Regions from separate parts of the Mus musculus genome. Here region 1 is linked to region 2. A link is a contact called in public HiChIP or PLAC-seq data. All regions are on one chromosome and are shown on one strand. Each heading gives the region's core, a stretch centred on a gene start, on an enhancer-like site or on the middle of the called end of the contact. The rest is flanking DNA. Distances are from core to core; before and after follow the strand shown.

The links. HiChIP or PLAC-seq counts read pairs in DNA pulled down with a chosen protein or histone mark.
Region 1: a contact with region 2 is called in an H3K27ac HiChIP or PLAC-seq map of neural progenitor cells, with 4 times the contacts expected there. The contact joins two enhancer-like sites. A contact is called at or near these places in 2 of 484 Hi-C or Micro-C datasets (double positive thymocytes and nephron progenitors) and 3 of 115 datasets of contacts at active chromatin or transcription factors (the SCID.adh cell line, bone marrow-derived macrophages and neural progenitor cells).

What each region holds. Positions count from the first base shown.
Region 1 is chr3:50,693,514-50,696,213 of GRCm38.p6, forward strand. No RefSeq gene overlaps it. Among named protein-coding and RNA genes, the nearest start is that of Gm40043, 17 kb to the right of the region's middle. Within about 2 kb of position 1,263, at least 36 of the 459 cell types and tissues checked have an H3K27ac peak or open chromatin away from gene starts, as enhancers often do. A contact at or near this core is called in double positive thymocytes and neural progenitor cells, where this site is marked.
Region 2 is chr3:50,905,142-50,907,841 of GRCm38.p6, forward strand. No RefSeq gene overlaps it. Among named protein-coding and RNA genes, the nearest start is that of Gm37548, 18 kb to the left of the region's middle. Within about 2 kb of position 1,345, at least 109 of the 459 cell types and tissues checked have an H3K27ac peak or open chromatin away from gene starts, as enhancers often do. A contact at or near this core is called in double positive thymocytes and neural progenitor cells, where this site is marked.

The DNA.
Region 1 (2,700 bases), core at 13-2,512, 210 kb before region 2:
CTCTCCAGGCCCATACTCTCTGAAAAGTCCCCAGAATTCCAAACATCACATAATAGCAGAAACTTTGCTGATGGCCAAATCACATTAGGCAAATCATAGTCAGCTGCTGTGGACAATCTGAAGCAGCCCACTATCCCACACCTGGAGTTAAAACAAAAATATATCCTTATAAATGTCAATACTTTTTAAAGAAACCAAACTTCCAAAATTGTCACTGCAAGTTGATATGTCAACGAACGATATCTTCACTTATTGGCTCTTCCAGAGTCTCTGAGAAGATCGGTCTTTGCACACTGCATCATGTCTCCTGGAAGCTATTTACCTACTAGAAGGGCACTATAGGAGTTAGAAATGTACTTCAAACCCTGGCCCTGCCATTCATTTCCTGTGTGGCCTCTCCATGCCTTGACTGTTTCATGTCACTGGAAGAAATTGTCACATGCCAGCTATTCAAAATCCCTAGAACTGAAGCTGGCATGGAGTTACTGCCATCTCCTGACTGTCCTCAACAGCAGACTTCCAGTGGCCTGATTCACGCATCTGTTTGGGCCATCATCCCAATCTTCAGGCCTGTGGGTGTGACATTGAATTATTCCAAGTCCTGCTGGTCTTTTTCACATCTGGCTATTGATATCAGCCTTTTTCTACCTAACAATCTCAGAGATAATATAGCTATACACTTGTAGCCTAAAGAAACCTAAGCCTAACGCTTAGGAGTTCTTATGATTTTAATCAGTTTTCCTTGATAAGAAACTATTATCTCTCGTTGCTGGGTTAATGAATAAGGAAAATTTTAAACCATAATTTCTACTCCTGTTTAGTTTTGTTTCTTTATAAGCAATCACCTTGCTACAGGAAACATCCCTTCACATCTTGCCCCAGCTGTTTAATTCATTTGGCATTACAATTTTTTTTTTGTCTTTACTAAAAGCTGGTAGAATTTCAAAAGGAGCTTGATGAGGAAAGATTTCAAATATCCTCTCAGTTTTCTTTTCTCCTGGCAAATGAAGTTGCAGAGTCCTAGTGCCATTTAACGTGGCGGTTGGGTGGATGGGACAACTCTTTTAAGATCACACACCTATGGCTGCTTTCCACAGCCCCGCTTCAGTTTGTCTGCCACTTCTCATGCAGAGTCACTGGGAACTGGGCCATGTTCCGTTATCCATTTCAGCTTTGTAAAAAGGAAGTGAGAGATCAGGATCGTTAGATTCTATAAACACTTGAATGCCTGGGAAATGCAAAACCATGCGCCAGGCTGCTGGCTACAAGCAGCAGAGTGGGGAGGAAGGAAATTACATCTTAAACGCCAACGCACTATTCTTACAGAGATGCCTAAAGAGAAGGGAATTCAAGTTGAGCATTTGAATGTTAAAACCAAATAGACAATGAGATGCTCTCCCAGAAAAATAGCTGCCAGATATGTGTTCTCCTGAATGGAAAAGGGAAGAAAAGAGGAGAAACAGAGATAAAAGGCAACATGGGGGAAAGGAGGAGACAGATTGTCTAGGGAGGGTAGTTAAGAATCCTGGAGTTTTACACGAAATGTAATTTTGTTCCATAAAGGGATTTACAATGAGGGAGAGAGGAAAGAGTCGGAGCTCAACTTCACACTCTATGATTCCCTGACATAATATTTCCTCCTCGGATTCCAGCAATTCCAAGTAGTCAATTCAGTGCTATGCAATTCTGAAAATTATCCACAAGGCCAAAATCTATTGCGGGAGCATGCAAACTCCCAGGTCCAAAGCTGGGAACATTATCGTCATTTTTTTCTTTCCTTCAGCTGCTCCACGGCTTTAAGACAAACGAACGGAAAGCCACAGAGCTTTTAAGATGTGGGCTGCATTGTTCTTTTCTCCTGTGGTATAGGTAACCTTTCCCTGCCTGCATGAAGATGCAGAGGTCTATTCCATATACTTTTTTGTTACTTTGCTGCTTGTTGGTGAAACGAATTGCTGCAGAGAAAGCAGCGCCGTAGAGACTGAAGAGCAGGTGACACCGCCTAGCTTCTGCTGTGCGGCTCTGTCACTTTGTGCTAGCAAAGTCCCACACTAGTGCAGGTCACGGATAGAACAATGGCCCACAAAGCCCTTGGACAGGAAGAAAACTGTGAGACGTGGGATTTTAGTGAAAATTCAAAAGCCAACTGGTGCTCTCTGAACCCACTGAATAAGCCCTAAGTTGAAGCCATCAGATTTAACAATTCTCTATAGAAGATTTGGAAGCAAAATCAGGAAGAAATATAATTTCTCTTAAAAAAAAAAAACTTGCACCTTTGCCTCTCTCACACACATTCACACAGCAAAGTAAATGTCATTGTCTATTGAAGGTTGCTGGCAACATTATTGATTATACCATAGCCAATGAACAACTCATGCATTTTTAAACTCTGTAAGTTCTCAGTCCAACTGAGCCCTAAACACAACGGAGAAAGTAAGCAACATCATAAATTGAAGGACAAGGAGTGTTTTAAAATGGGATGGCCTGGGTATGTAACTAAGGGGTGGAGCACTTGCCTAGCATGCAAAAGATCTGGGTTTGATTCTCAGTAGCACGAGACAGAGCGCGTTGAGGAGCGAGTGTATGGAAAGGCACAGCTAACTGAAAGCAAGGATTCCTCATGAGTTCCATGAGACTCCAAGCACATCCTAGGAGCCAGCGGCTGCTCCATGTGGCTTATGAACCACAGATTTTTTTTCA
Region 2 (2,700 bases), core at 95-2,594:
ACACAAAGGCAGAATTAACACTGTAATTGTATGCAAACATCAGAGAAACAAAAATGACTCCCCCCACCCCCACCCCCGCAAGAAACTCTGCCTCATGTCACCATGACCCTGCAAACTCAGAAAGAAAACAGTGTTGGAGACTAGAAAGAAAGGCAAGTGAACACCTCCAGCCTCGTGTGGTCTCACGTTAGTCATTAGCCAAAAGCAAATCCCAAGTGGGTGAAGGGCATGGTGATCGGTCACGGCGTGAGGGTTGAAATGGGGCTCGTTCACTGGACAAATATTTACTATGCACCTTCAACACCAGGCACTCACTCACTGTCCGGGAGCATAGGGAAGCCGCCCCTGAGCTGGTGGAGCTTGAGTTTCTCAGCTCAAAGGCTGGATTTGGTCTCAGTGTGACTTAGGGGTCCATTTCAAAGATGCAACTACTCCCCACAGAGCGATGGTTTGACTCCTCTGAAAGTGTCTCCATGGCTACAATCCCTAGAGAAGGGCCAGAACCATGGAAATTAAGAACCTAGTTTTGTACAAAAAGGAAAGGAGTAAGTAACTTTCTAGCCAAACTCCATGGAACTCCACAAAATCACGGGCCACACCGAGGGGCAGCCCACAGAAGGTCTGGGCTCTGCCTTGGAGGAAGCAATGTGGGAGACCTGGTATTTGACAACAACGCAAGAACGGTAAGCTGAGAAAGGCAAGGCAAACAAAAGTGGAAGGTATAATATATATACATATAATCATAATAATCTCACTGCATACCCACCACCACCCCTAAGCATGTATTTATGAACTGACGTGATATGGCCCAGAAAGTCTTAATACTACAATATTAAATCCCGTCCACGGGAGAAGCGAAGACGGCACATTATAACAAAGACAGTTGGGCTCTGCGTTGTTGGTTTTCTGGTGCTTGCTAATGTTCTGGTTTTTAGCTTTGCTCACGTAGATGTTATGTTCCTTTAAAGGGCTCCCTTCCTGCCAGACCGTTTTTTCAACCAAAGTGCAATGCTGCCCCCTCGTGGCTGAATGCCGTGAGCGCGCACGCAGAAACCCAGCCTTCGCAAAGCCGACTCTACCCGGATTTCATTTTGCCATTTTTCCCCGTCTTCCAAAGTGCAACTATTTCATCTTTAAAGATTCACCGCTCGGGGGTATTTTCTGGCTTACACGCTAATCAACACGTTATTTTCTTCTATAACAGGAACCGTGCTCTGGTTACTTAACGAGGGGGAGTTGTGGGTATGTGGCGGCTTTCTCCACTTTGTGCTTTATGAATTAAGTGATCTCCCCAGAGAAGCTCAGAAATCAGGCCTATTCCATGTAACCTTTAGAATCCTGACTGGGATTCTCACTGGGGAGGCGTTCCCAGAGAGCGCCAGCTCAAGGAGATCAATGCCTGACAGACCATCCCACTCCCAGACAAATGTATTTGATTTCAGTTCAACCTTCGATTCTCATACTGAAACCAAAAGCTCTGAAAATAGCAATGCAGGTGAAACACTGAGCTGGGGAAAGGCTCCTTCCCGGGTTGAGCGAAAGAAAACAACACTCCCAGCTTAAAGAACGGCAGCCTGCATGGAAACACTGTGTGGGGCAGGTGGAGAGCTAACAGGGCAGCTCGCTTCGCCACGATCTGGGTCCAGCCACCGACCCGTCCCTGTATTAACAACCTGAGAATATGTGGAAATGCAAAGACGAGGGTCATCCAGAGCTACTGAATGCTAAAATCTGCCTCTAGGTCTTAGAAGTCTGCACTTTGACCAAGGTCCCCCAATGGTTTATAGCACCCAGAACTTTGAAAACCACTGAGTAATATTTAATAAGAGTCTTAACCTCCATTAAGAAGATACTGTTATTCTGAGATTTTTCAAATATCACAAAGCTGCAGAATAACCAGAGTGGGGTGGGGAGGGAGGGAGAGGAGGAGGGGAGAGGGAGAGGGAGAGGGGAAGAGAGAGAGAGAGAGAGAGAGAGAGAGAGAGAGAGAGAGAGAGAGAGAGAGAGAGAGAGAGAGAGAGAGAGAGAGATTACTTTCCTTTGATTTCTATCAAATTAAAAAGATGTTGCCTGACAACCCAAGAGTCCAACCAGTAAACACCGATAACCATCAACAAAAGTCATGATCACCACTTGGCCATGGCTGATGAGAGTTATCAATGGGATCAGCAACCTCAATGATAATACTTTTGAAAGTCCCTAAGTACAAAATATAAACCAGCTCATTCTGTGGTAACATTCGCTGGATCTGAGGGTAGGAGAGCCTACAGATACCTGCAGAGCATTTTTTTTCCTTGAGAGTAAGAGACCTACCAAAGGTAACCAAGATAGAGGACTGAGAAGTAAGAAAGGCAGAGGGAGGGAAAGAGGAAGGGGAAGGGCAGGGGAGATGAAAGGAGACAAGGGGACCAGAAAAGAGAAGGGGGAGGAGAGAGGGAGAGAGGGGGGAGGAGAGAGGGAGAGAGGGGAGGGGAGGGGAGGGGAGGAGAGGAGAGGAGAGTTGAAAAGTTTCACACCCTTTCAGAGGCTGGGGGGATCCCCTGCTTCTCCAGGCTGGGGATCCCAGTAGAAACCTACCCTCCCCGACTTAATAACAGACTACCCTGGAAATCAAAACCTGCCTGGTCATCAAGAAAAACTAAACAACAGCTGCAGGGAAAGGTCTAGAAGCATGCGTGACTCTAGAAGAATGGCTTTTTG